2 separate regions of the Zea mays genome follow, and region 1 is linked to region 2. The links are chromatin contacts, called in public Hi-C maps. All regions are on one chromosome and are shown on one strand. Each heading gives the region's core, a stretch centred on a gene start, on an enhancer-like site or on the middle of the called end of the contact. The rest is flanking DNA. Distances are from core to core; before and after follow the strand shown.

The links. A called contact is a pair of places that touch in the nucleus more often than the background predicts.
Region 1: a Hi-C map of leaf shows a contact between it and region 2, with 3 times the contacts expected there. The contact joins the enhancer-like site here to the promoter of LOC100282650 in region 2. A contact is called at or near these places in 7 of 25 Hi-C or Micro-C datasets (ear, leaf, root tip and 2 more).

Annotation. Positions count from the first base shown.
Region 1 is chr8:154,189,722-154,196,802 of Zm-B73-REFERENCE-NAM-5.0, forward strand. All of the region lies in intron 1 of LOC103636167 (monothiol glutaredoxin-S11), which reads left to right. Among protein-coding and RNA genes, the nearest start is that of LOC103636167, 6.9 kb to the left of the region's middle. Within about 2 kb of position 5,665, at least 17 of the 20 cell types and tissues checked have an H3K27ac peak or open chromatin away from gene starts, as enhancers often do. A contact at or near this core is called in ear, leaf, root tip and 2 more, where this site is marked.
Region 2 is chr8:154,073,604-154,080,274 of Zm-B73-REFERENCE-NAM-5.0, forward strand. LOC100282650 (6b-interacting protein 1) reads right to left here and starts at 2,476. Exons shown (of 1, transcript NM_001155558.2): 1 at 1,113-2,476. The coding sequence starts at 2,346. The coding sequence ends at 1,399.

The sequences.
Region 1 (7,081 bases), core at 4,415-6,914, 120 kb after region 2:
TTCGCTCCTCGCGTGGCGGTTCGCCTTCTTCGCACACGGAGGCCGACGCCCAAGGAGAATGACTTGTGGGCCCGGGCCCCCATGCTAGAGGCTAGCCCGCTGTTTTCGGCGGAGATGGAGAGGCGCGGCGGTTCGCTCCTCGCGTGGTGGTTCGCCTTCTTCGCACACGGAGGTCGACGCCCAAGGAGTATGACTTGTGGGCCCGGGCCCCTGTGTCAGAGGCTGGGTCACCTTGGCGCACGTCGGGCGAGATCTTCTGCGGCGCTTCGGGCGTCAGTGGGGGAACCTTTCTTTAAAAAGGGGATTCCCCCGAGTGCGATAGCCATTCTCATCACTCGCAGCGCCTTTTCACCCACGAGTTCTCCGCGCTCTTCTGCCGTCGTAGCCGCCATGGCCTTGCTAGACCCTCCCGAGCGCCTCCAGCCCGAGGTGGCACTCAACTTGGTGCGCAACCTGCTCGGATGGGGTGTGCCGGCGTTCGTCGGAAGGATCCGTGTCGGCTCCTCTCCTTACGGTGATCCCGCCGCCGGAGAGTTCGTGCTCTTTGTCTCCAACCTCCCTAGCGGGTTGGCGTTGCTGATCTCGCCTTTCTTCGTGCTACTGCTGGAGGAGCTCGGCCTCCAACCTCAGTACTTCACGCCTTGCTTCATCCTTCAGGCGGCCACCATCGCCTACCTCTGAAAGATGTCCATGGGGGCGACGCTTCTTCCTCCAGCATTCGGTTTCAAGGATGTTCATCAGCCTTGCGGAGGTGGAAAGTGAGTTGAGCTGCGGCTCCATCTTTCGCGTGAGCTTCACCAGTGCCTCATGGTACACCGCCATGAACTGGTCTAGCTCCAACTCCATGGGGTGGGAAGCGAGCCGAGCTACGGCTCTATCTCTTTGGCTTTGATGGCTTCGGTGCCGCCTCCAATGGTGACCGTTGGCCCGGCTGCTGAAGACGCCACCTAGAAGGTCGTACAAGATGTCGCGGAGATGGCGGTCGCGCGCTTCCATCGTGACCCTACTGATATCGAGTAGGTCATTCCTGTAGACATAAGGCTAGGGCCCCGCTTGGAGGCGGATGTAATAACTTTGTTTTTGTAAGGTACTTTTGAGTATTACTTATCGAGTAGTATTAGCACGTATCTACATACTATTTGTCCCTATTGTGTGTGGCGTTGCCGACTCCTCCCTGGTACCTGGCCCCCCTAGGATGTAGGCTCGACGTGTCGAGGCTGGATACCAGCATACCTAAAAGAGTTGGCAACGGCCCCCAGGAGGCAGCCTCGACTGGGACCTGGACCTGAACATAACTTCAGCTATGGAGCATTAGTAGCACACCCATAGGACCCATCGCTTGATACTAGCCATCCTTTGATATAGGCACGGGACCTGCAGGATTTAGTCTGGGAAGCCAAGTTGTGTGTCCGGACCCCTGGACCGCGGTTCTAGATACTAGGACACCCGTCGCAGAGTGGTGGAGTGTGCAAGCTTACGGTACGGGACCAGGCTAAGCGGCTACACGGCTCCGGACCACCCCAGGAGACAAGCATCCATTCTCTAGAACCGGACCCTAGTTTACCGGACCCACAGGACTATAGCTTCAAATACTAGGGTATCCGTCATAGAGTGGTGGAGTGTGCAGGCCTAGGGTGCGAAACTAGGCTAAGCGACTACACAGCTCCGGACCACTCCATGGAATGAGTTCCCGTTCTCCAGAGCCGGCTCCCAGGCTACCGGACCCTCCTGCTTTCGCAGAGGGGTCCTAAACTGCAAGCCTAGCCATTCAATTCGTATGCCATCATGTCAGCAGGGGTGGGAGACCGTATGGGTGGGTTAGATAAAAATAATAATATCTAGAATATGTAGCAGAATAAAACCATCACAGGGGCACATCTGAGGGGGTAAATTCTTTCCTTATAACTTGACATGCATGAGTGCATACCAACAGGTCGGGCTTATGAGGGCGGACCTCATCGGGCTGGCGTACACGTATGCACAACCTAGTTAACAGAAGAAATCATAACCCCTCAGACTTGCTTGTGTGGGTAGGACTTACAGGAATACTCTATATTCCGGGGATTGGGAAGAGGCACCCCTTCAGTTGTGGAGAGGCGGGTACTCCCGGGTCGGCATACTTCCGTCACCTTGAAGGGTCCTTCCCAACTGGGGGAGAGTTTGTGGAGCCCTTCTCGGTTTAGTACTCGCCGTAGGACTAGGTCCCGGACCATGAGCTCCCTACTATGCACGATCCGCTGGCGGTGGCGCCCGAGCGCTTGGTCATACCGTGCATTTCAGGTCGCCGCTTGCCAACTGCGTTCGTTGATGAAGTCCACGTCCTCACACGCAGCAGCTATTCCTGCATAGACTCGTTAAAATACTGGACCCGTGAGGATCACATAAAGGTTTCCAAGGGAAGGCAGGCTTCAGCCCCGTAGACCAGGAAGGGCGGGGTCTCCCTAGTGGCCTCACTAGTTGTCATCGCCGGAGTCAGAGTTTTCGGTGAAGACATCCTTCAGGACCCCCTCGGGTGACTGATACCCGAGGTCCGGTTCTCCCACAACTACCTCGCCGATGTCGACCCTTTCCTTGCCAGGCCGACGGCGAGGAGGGGGGCGTCCTTGGAGGTCTGCTCGCGCCTTTCGCTGACGCGCTTCGCGAGTTCGATGATCTCGCGACACTCCGCGGCGCTATGGCGACTGTTGGGGTGTACAAGGCATGAGCCACTGTTACCCCTCTGCGGCCGTGGGCGCTTGTTGCGCTCGTTTCGACCCCCAGTCGCAGCTGCGACGACCGGATCAACAGACGACGACCTTTCGGAGCCGCGATTCTTCTTCTTCTTCTTTTTGCCGTCCTGAGTGACGACACCCGAGCCACCCGTCTGGGCAACCCCGGTCTGTGGTGCCGAGTGCCATGCACGGCCCTCGGCAGCCCTGGCGCACTTGTCGGCCAGAGCGAAGAGCGTGGTGACAGTTTCCACGTCATGCGTGGCCAACTTCTCCAGCATCTTTTCATCACATACCCCCTGGCGGAAAGCAGTGATGATGGATGCATCGGAGATACGGGGTATAGTTCCTCATACCCTAATGAAGCGGGAGATGAAGGTCCGGAGAGTTTCCTCGGGCTCCTGCCTCACTGCATGGAGGTGAGCCTCCACGCCATGCCGCTGGTAAGCACTGGCGAAGTTCGCTGCGAACCGCGCACAGAGCTCTTCCCAGGAGTAGATTGATCCTGGGGTAAGGTTCATGAGCCAAGTCTGGGCAGGCCCAGACAAGGCAACATGAAAATATATTGCCATTACGGCGGTGTCTCCACCTGCTGCCATAATGGCGGTGACGTACACCTGCAAGAATTCCGACGGGTTGGACGTACCGTCATACTTTTACGGCAGGTGCGGCCGGAACTTGGATGGCCAGGTCGCTGCGTGGAGATGATCTGCGAGTGATGCGCAGCCCACGCCGGCTAGAGGGACACTCGCCTGGAACCGGGCGCCTATTGGGGTTTGCGGTGCTACCGCAACAAAGTCTTGATCGAGGTTCCGACCCTCGATGTTTAGTCGGCGCTCACGCGCCCTCTCTAGAGAGACTCGAGCGTCTTCGCGACCCTTGAAGTTTTGTCGGCGCTCCCGCACCCTCTCTTGAGAGGCCCAAGCATCCTCACCCGCACGCCTGCGGTTGAGCTCTGCTCGGAGGTCGTCGGTCTGTGCACCCCTCACCGAGGGTGAGCGCACAGACGTCGTCGCCTCATGTTGGCGTCGGGATGACCGCGACCTAGACCTGGTCGAGCCGGAGTGCGCCATGCCGAGCAGTCGGTCGACGTCATCACGCCACTGCTTCATGGCCCCCGGTGAGGCCGTGAAGCTTGGAGGGTGGCGCAGCAACTCCCTGGCCACAGACAACGCCCCCAGAGCTGCCCTTGACAGAGTCCGGGATGTCTGCGCAGTTGTATGCTGCTGCGCAGCGTGCACAGCAGCAGTGCCCGACACTGGGCGGTTGGGAACCCGTGGCGTGGAAGAAGCAGCTTCCTCCTCCACCAGGAAATCCTCCGAAGTCTCGGCGCGGTGCTCAACGATTTGCACCATCTGCTGAACAAGAAAACAAGCAAAAACCTAAAGCCTAGCCCCCTACCTGGCGCGCCAAATGTCGGAGAGGAAATTCTCCGTCGGGTGGCGGAATGCACCCGCCCTAAATCCTAAGATGAGGAGGGGCCTAAGCGTTTTGCCTGTCTACTAAGCGATGAACAAACACAAGAACACACAAGGATTTAGAGTGGTTCGGGTCGCCGGAGCGTAATACCCCACTCCACTGTGTGATGTATTGAGTTTGAGAGCTTGTATGAACTTGTGAGCCTGAACTGGGTCTAAGTGTGTTTGAGTCTCCTTTGTAACGCCGTGTGCCCTCCCTTTTATAGCTCAAGGGGGCACATACAAGGATACTGAGCCCCGACATGCGGGCCCAGGGACATAACAGATGTAATACTTGGAGCAACTAATCCCGTCGCCAGTGCAATCTCCTTTCGCCCTGATATCCGCGGTCTGCGTAGTATTGGCGTGCAACGGAAGCTTCTCTGGCAACGTACGAGTGATGATGAGCACATCGTATGCCGCAGCACGGGCGTACTGCCTGCCACCGGAGTGGACAGGCACGCCGCCTGCAGGATGGTCTGGTTGCCGCCCGTCAGCAGAGCGGACATGGCTCATTTAATGCTGAGGCGGCATATCGCTTGTCAGTGGAGTAGATATGGCGTATTTAATGCTAAGGCGACACATCACCTATCAGTTTGACAGGCGATGTGCCTCATCCGCAATAAATGCGCGCGGCCTAGAGGCCTTACGTCCGGCTCCGCCCGTTGGCTTACGTCACGGGCAGCTGGCCACGTGGCAGCATCGGGTCTCCGCCTGAGCGGGGAGCAGAGGCGTACGCAATATGGTCCGGACATGTGTCGACTCCGGACCCCCGCCTGGCCTTGATTAAGGTCCGGGTACTCCTCCTAGAATCCCGGGACCTTGTTGTGAGTGACCTGGCCCCCACACAGGGAGGTCCGGGACCCGTCTCGGGGGCCCGGTCTGTACTCGCGGATGTCCTGGACCCTGCCCGGAGGTCCATGCTGTGAATCCAAGGGTCCCGCACATTCTCGTGGGGGTCCGGACCCACTGTTGACACCATGGAGTATATCGTCTCCTCCGGCAACGCGGCGGCCCCGGCGCTGCCCACGTGGTGGGGTCAGGCGCTGTTTGCCACGTGGCTAGAGGTAGCCGCATGGACTCCGCGCCTTCACACTGTAGTAAGGGGTACCCCTGATTCAGGGTATCGACAACGGCCTGAAGGTGTTTGGTTCCCATGAGCAAGGAGGTATTTGGATCCCCTTACTAAACTTTACTCACTATCACATCATCGAATGTTTAGACGCTAGTTAGAAATATTAAATATATAGTCTAATCGTAAAACTAATTACACAGACAATTAGGACTAAACGATAAGATGAAACAACTAAGACTAATTAGTTCATGATTCGAACTCGAGATTTCTATCTTTGATATCATATTAGAGTGCACATACACTAACCATTTCAATCAAAAAAATTAAGCCGTTAGGAGAAGATAAACAATCTCACTTATACACTTCAACGGTGAGGGGACTAGAGGAAGAGGGCAGACACCGTGTTGAAGCTGGCATTCATTCTGCTCAACGGCCCAGGATGCCTGCCTGCATGTGCTATGCTGGGTTGGTTGGTCCCAGGGGTTGGATTTCTCGAGCGAGAGGACCGGTTTCTCAGTAAATTTACTGTTTTTGGTTGAATACAAAACATAATTTTTGGTCCAATTTTCCCGTTTTCTATGTATTTCGGTTCCAAACAAAGGCCAACATTTTTTTGCCAAAACAAAATTTTGGAACAATAAAAACAAAAAAGGATGAACCATGGTTGGTCCACTTCGTCGGAAACGATGTGCCGGTAGTCAATATCCTAAACTTTTAGGATGGATGCGCATCGGAAACCCGTACGCAAGCAATGACGCAACGGGCCCCTCCTTCCAGTTTAGGATGGATGCATCATGTTCATGCATGCACATCCACCTCACGGCCCACGTTAGCATTTATGCATCGCCGTCTTCCAGGTCCAGACAGAGAAAAGAAAAATCCTCCCCGTGGATCGGCATGATCGAGACAGGATTCGAGATATCACGAGCACGTACATGCGCAAATGACGACCCATGCATGCATACAGCCGATCCATTCATGGTAGGCCAAATCATTATATACCGATGGATGGACGTCCCTTTTTCGACGGGCGAACATTGAACGCACGTACGCATAATCTAATCGTGCCTATGAATGGTCAAGCGGAAGCGGACATCCTCTGATCGAGATGCATGGGTGATTACCTTTTAGCGCAAGTAGAATAATATACTACTAGGATATAGCTAAGCTGAACCCAGTGGTGAAGGGGACAAAAAAAAAGAAAAGAAAAGGAAGGGGGAAAATCGAATGAACAGTAATAAAAACAATTGTAAGAAAAAAAGCTATTAGTACTAAAGAGCTAACTACTATATAAATTTAAAAAATAGACTTTAAAAATCTCTATCTCTACTATATTAAAGCACCAGTTTCGACGGTCGTTCCACACCATATTTTTACAACAAATAACTCCTTCTGTTGTTTGAAATGGTCCACAAGACATATTCTCTTCACATCGATGGCATCTAATCCAATTCGTCTATCAACTCCTCGTCCTCAGCGAAACCGCGCCCCACACGGTGCACGAGCGCCTCAGTTACCCACACAATGATACAAACCCATGCACGTCGTGTCAATGCACTGCGACAAGAGCCCAACAACCCATGCACGTCGTTTCGTAGGGGATGGGGAAAGCGATTTCAGCAGACCCACACACGCCGCATCTTCCATGCATAGAAACGAGGGGAAAGCAGTTTCACCAGTTGCGGGGTGTAGCCATTTTACCCATCCTAATCTGCCCACCAACATGGCTACAAAAAGTCGTACCGAGGTCCCTCAAGCGATAGTGGTGGTGGATCTGCTCGCCGCCGGTGGCCTGACACTCTCCAGCTACTCTGACTCGCCTACGTCCTCCAAGGTACGCA
Region 2 (6,671 bases), core at 1,226-3,725:
CTACAACGGAAAACTATCGAACAATTTTTAATTCATCACCAGTTCAGTCACATTTGGTACGTTAAAAGCATACCGTTCTAAGACGGAAAACTATTGAACAATTTTAATTCATCACCGGTTCAGTCAACTAAGATGAGAAGTTCAGAAGCAGATCTTCGAACGCACAATGCAGACCCCCCCCCCCTCCACCCCCACCCCCCAAAAAAAATCTAGTACAGAATCGTCGTATTCCTAAAATAGGGAGACTCCAAATGAAACCCAATACAAGGGATCATCATCATCCACTGATGAACATGTATTTAAGTAGTGATAGAGCCAATAGGGGACTGGCAGGGTCCATGGCCCCCTCATCACCCAATTTTTCTACAAAAGCTCATGAAGTTGAGGAAAAAACTTTTGCATGTTAGTAATTTATCTCTGAATTAACTTACCCCACCCACCCACACACACACCTTCAAATCCTAGTTCCAGTAAGTTTTTAAAGATAGTACCAGAAAATTTTCAGCAATAGTTCATCTCAAAAGAGAAGCTAAAACCAGAACCAAAAATCTAACAAACCAGTCATGTACACCAAACACACAGACGACGTAGTAGATGCTCACATACACTATCCAAAAAAATATATTTGACATCCCGTCCCCAGCTACTAGAAAGGCAGACAAATTACCCTATATCATCTATGACAACCAAGCATCTCAAATGAGAGAATGGGAACACAAAACTTGATGTAACATTATAGCAGAGGGTCACATACACTAAGGGCTTGTTTGGGAACAAGTGTAATGAAGAGTATTGATGGGGCTAGAATCCCTCACTATTTAAAATTGAATAGTGGAGGATTATAGCCCCTTCAATCCCCTCTATTGCCCTTACTCCCAAACAAACCTTAAGAAAACTATAGTTCCCTTCCCCAACTAGAAAGGCTGGTGACAAACTGACAATGAAATAACAGAACAGTCACAAAATATTGTGGTATCATAAATAAAGCATAGGGTTCTCATCATGCAAACTTGCAAACCAATATCATGTATAAACAGAAAGTGCCCAAAAAGATTGTAAGTGATACACAACAAAGGTAGTTGAGATGAGATTCGTATTACACTGACAGTAAGTGTTGTAAACCAGTAAATTTCATTCCATCTAAGAAAAAACTTGGGCATAATGCATTGCAAGGTACATTTAAATTTTGAAGACCTGCAATACCTCCGTGGTTCGTATGAAAAATTACAGTATCTTAGGAAACACAAACAATCCACGAACAAGTCTAGCACAGCAACCAACTCACTGTATCCTAAATTCCTAATTGAAGGTCAAAATATTCCTTTACCAAACTCTTCCAATTTAAGGCTAGGGGTGGATTGAGGGGATTGGAGAATCCATCCCTAACTGAACAGGCCCTTAAAGATAAGCAGAGCTGCTGAGGAAGGGCAGTGCAGCGAGAGACATGAGCATCTCCGAGGAAGCATCACCCTTCCTGGCGTGCTTTGCCCTCGAAAGCTGCAGCTGCATGTCCACAAAAGACCGCATCCGCTTCAGCTCCAGATCCTTGAGGAACTTGATTCGCTGCCTCTCCATCTCCTCTGCGTGTCGCTGCTTGGCTGCTTCCATGCGCTCGTACATATCCGCGAAGGTCTCGATTGCCCTCGCTAGCTCCCCGAATCCACCGCTCCCGCTGCGCCTCTTCCTCTTGGTGCCAACAGCAGGAGCACCACCGGAGCGAGAAGATACAGAACGTGACGGCGACTGCTGAGAGCCTTCGTCATCGTCGTACTCGTTGTTGTTGTAGCCATCTTCCGAGTCGGACTCCGCGGCGGCGGCGGCGGCGGCGGCCGCCGCGGCGGCCTTATGGATGAAGTTTGCGGAAGGGAGGTCGGAGCCACGGCGGTAATTGTGCAGCGGGAGGGCCACGGGAAGCGGCGGCGGCGATTGCGGCGACGGGGAGCGCGGCGGCGTCTGGCGCCTCCGGAACACGGGCAGCGCGGCGCGCGGCGGGGACGGTTTCTTGGTGCCGTTGAGCGTGGGCCCGACGAGGATGTCGAGCTGGCCGTAGAAGGACCACGGCGACGGCCCGCCACGCGCGCGCTCGGCCTTGTACTTCTTCTTGAGCGTGTCGACGCGGTTCTTGCACTGGATGTCGGTGCGCGGCGGGCGGCCGCGCGCGGAGGCCCCCGGGCGGGAGTTGACGGCGTCGGCGACCTCCCGCCACTGCGGCTGGCGGAGGCTCCCGCGGTTGAGGTCGAGGTAGCGCGAGCCCCAGGCGTCGACGAGCGCCGCCGTCTCGCCCTCGCTCCAGCAGTCCTCCCGGTACGGCAGGTTCGGGTTCGGCGGGGGTAGCTTCCCGTCCATCGCTCCTCCTCCTCCCAGATCTCTCCGCCTCACGACGACGACGACCTAGCCTTCTCTCTCTCTCGTTTGCGCGTGGAGACGAACGAACGGACGGACGGGCGGGCGGGTGGATAGATGTGGGGGCGGCGGTGGAGGAGACGAGGCGGGGTGGGGATTAAAAGAAGGGGGAGGGGCGGGCGGCGAGGGGAGGAGCGCCGGCCCGTGGACCGTGGCGACCGCGAGTCCGCGACACGGCACGTGGACGAGCGGCGCAGATCCATGGAGTTTGGTGCGTGGGGGAGCAGCCGCCGTTGGATCAGCTCGTCGTTTGGGGCCGGGCGGGTTTGACCGGGACACCGAGCCGGCGAGGGATTACCTGCTGGCGCTGGGGACGGAGCGGAATTGGAGTCGGAGAGCGAGATCGGCGGCCTCGGCGTGGTTCAGTACTTCGGTTGGCCGGCCGGGCGGCACGGCGCGGGATAGGTGGGTGGAGTGGGACGGGACGGACGTGCGGGTGCGGGGCGGGGAAGTTACGCGGCTCGCGCCGTGCCGAAACAGCCGCCCGTGCCGAAAGAGATGGTTCTTTATCCCGTAGCGTCAACCGGTTTTTTTTTTTTTGCTGATAATGCTTGGTTGACGGAATGACGATATCCCTGTTTTTTCGGGGCTGTTCAGCGGTCAAGCCCCATCTGCTCGCCGTGGCGTTTTTTTTACCGCGCCGTTACGGTTTTTTCTCGTGTGCCGGCTGTCCGCCGTGGCTTTTTCCATGGCACCCGGAGCTAGGATGCTCCTAAAACATCCAAATTGTATAACAAATTTAATGTTTTAATATCGATGTATATATAATTTGGTGTTAACCTTTAGCCATGTTGTTATCATATTGTTATAGACAAAAATAATGTTTTTTTATAATTTTGTTTGCATTATTTTCTCCCTACAAGTATCTGTATCCAAAATTTTATATTAATTATTTAAAAGGAAATAAAATGAATTGGAGATTTTTTTTATGAATCACATTAAACTCAATATTGAGAATAAAAATATAAATTTACATAACAAATTCTATACCCTATTTGTTAAGAATTAAAGAAAGAAGACCAAAAATTTAATATCCGAATAAGTATTCAGATTCATCTCTATCCGGAGCGGCCCTAGTATAAGATCTGGAGCGGATAGACCGAAAACATGATTCTTCTACAACAGCTCGTGCCCTACGGTGCCCACACCGCTTCCTCCTTTACCGACAGTCTCGAGCGAAAATCAGCTAGGACCGACGAGCGCGCATGTTCGACCGAGCCACCTTCCCCCGTGCGGCTCCCTTCACGTCCCGCTCGACTCCCTTTCATGCCCCACACAGCTCGCCTCTCTTCGTCCAATAAAACATAAGTCATTTTTAGGGAAAATCTTATTTTTCGGGAAAATATTAAGTTATTTTTGTTTTTCAGTCATGCTCCATGTTTTCTCATATTTTTCAGTCATGCTCGACTCGCGGTAGCACGCGTATGGGAGGCGGCTCACTCAGTCGGCTGGGGGACGCGAGCGGGGGAGCGGCTCGGTCGTCTAGAACACGAGCGTGCTTGGCTAGAACGTCGACGACATGTGCTCACAACATCCACCGCCAATCTCCTACAGCACACGATCATCGCCCTCCAGCGGGAGTTTGTGATGAAGAACCTAGGGCCCCTCCACCACTTCTTAGACATTACTATCGAACGCGGCCGCAGGGTCTCTTTCTTCACCGGCGCCAGTACAACATCGACACCCTGGAGCAGGCTGACATGTCCGACTGCAAGCCCTACTCCACACCTGTCGATACTCAGGCAAAGCTCTCTGAGTACGACGGCCCCCGGTCACCGACGCGACGTCCTACCGGAGCCTAACCGGCGCGCTCCAGTACCTCACCTTTTGCAGATCTGACATCGCCTATGCCGTCCAGCAGGTGTGCCTGCATATGCACGCGCCGCGGGAGCCCCATCTCACCGCTCTCAAGTGGATCATGCGCTACCTCCACAGTTCCCTCGACTATGGCCTCCTACTCCGACCATCCCGACGTCGAAGCTCGTGGTCTACACCAACACTAATTGGGTTGGTTGTCCCGACACACGTCGGTCCACTTTCGATTATACCGTATTCCTAGGCACCAACCTCGTCTCCTAGGCCGCCAAGCGACAGCCTGTCGTCTCCCATTACACCGCAGAGGCCGAGTACTATGATGTGGCCAGCGGCGTGGCGGATGCCTCCTGGCTACGCCAGTTATTCCACGAGCTCCACAGTCCCCTTCAGCACGCCACCCTCGTCTACTGCGACAACGTCAGCGCAGTCTACCTCTCCACCAATCTCGTGCAGCGTCAGCACATGAAGCATGTGGAGATCGACCTACACTTCGTCCGCGAGCGTGTCGCTGCAGCTGGCGTTCGGGTTCTCAGTGTTCCCACCACACTGCAGTTCGCCGAGATCTTCATCAAGGGGTTACTGTCGAGTGTATTTTTAAACTTTCGATCCAGTCTCAACATCTGCACATGATACAATTGCGACTGTGGGGGTGTTAGAATACCCATTTAGGGTTTGGTGCTTTCCCCGTGTGATTACCCTCTCACCTCTGTGTAATGGGTCTGGCTCAGTTAACTCAAGTATATTAATACAACACCCAACCCTAATCCATGGGTTAGGGTTTCCCACAACTTATACTTAGTAATTTCTAATAGAATTCTGACCAATTTAATTAAAAGCTAGTGCTCGGCCTCGTCATATTCGTTGATAAGCCTTACACTACATTTTGTTCATACACATTTACTGAGCTATGATCGTAAGGGAGCTCACACTTGCTATGAACTATACCGAGGTCAAGAGTAGGTACCGCCAGAGGACTACTACGATGAGTTCGATATGATCTAGATCGTCGGCTTCCAGTCAATCGCGTTAGTGAAGAAGATATCTTAGTTCAGTTTGTTTTATTCGGTTATTTTTTTTAAGACATTTGATGTAATAAAGTTTGTGACAGTGATTTCTATATACACTATATCGTCATATATTTGAAACTTGATTCTAACACATATATAAGATACATCTAGATTTATCTTTAAATTTAGGTGTGACACATGACCTATCTGTGTAGTCCATGGTGGATGGGGAGGTTGGTGTAGGTATGGGTGTGTTGTACTAGGTCTCCTAACCCCTCTTTTCTCTTCGTACTATAATGGTGCGTGGTCGAAAAAATAAAAAACCTAATTAGAGATAAAATTTGATGAGTTTTTTTATTCCAATACAGGATGACATGACATTCTTTGACATTCTTTTAGGGCGAGTTTAGCCCCTCGGGAGGGAGCAGTTCCTAGGAGGCGTTTGGTCCGGCTTAATCAGATTACAAAGGGGAATAGATATCAATACAGATGTTTGGTTTGAGCAGCTCAACCTGGAATCAAATACACTGTAATCTGATAACAGTCTATGTATTTGTGATCCCGTCTGACTCCAGGGTGCCGTTTGGTTCATATATTGATAACGTAATGGGTAACCGGTAACGTTAAATCATGTTTATTTAAATCCAACCGTAATCAATACCACACTACAAATAGATATCACCTTATTCAAATTTGTTACCACCAGTATTCAAATGTAAATCGTTACCGTTACCATTACCATTTATGTTACATTTTGTGAACCAAACGGTACCCAGTTGTTAACCGATAACGCTGCTGCTTAGGAACTATCACGTGCGTAACTTTTCCTTTAGGTCTTGATGACAGGATCAAGTCCGTAGACAGGATCTAGTCCCGATAGGGTTGGTTCAGATCATATAGCTTAGGCTCAAGTAGCAAAGCAAGTCCAGTAGGTTGTTTAGGTTCCGATCATATACATATAGGTTGAGGTTCCGTTCCGGTCATATAGATGTTTAGGTGGTTCCGGTCATATAGGTCATTCCAGCTATAAGCTATAGAAGCTATAGATAGGAGATGGGGGGAAAGCCACATTCATTATAGGCTATGCTATGGGAACGAGATCCTTCCTTCTGGGAGCACATGGATCAGTGAGTTCTGGCATGATTGCTAGAACGAACGGAATCTACTCTACTGGCGTGGCGCTGCTGTAATTGTAATCACTGAGATTCCTTCTATCTATGATTTATTTGCTAGTAATAGTTCGAGATGAGATTGGCACTATCTCAAATCCCAGCACGAATGCTTGGCACTGTAATCCCAAATGCATGGCACTACAGTAATCACTTGCTTTCATTCTACCTACGATTTCGTTTGTGCCGGATTGATGGGTCGGAACGATTCCTTGCCGGATTGCTTCTCTAATTTATATAGACTTTGATTAGCTAGAACTATTCCGGGTGCAATCCG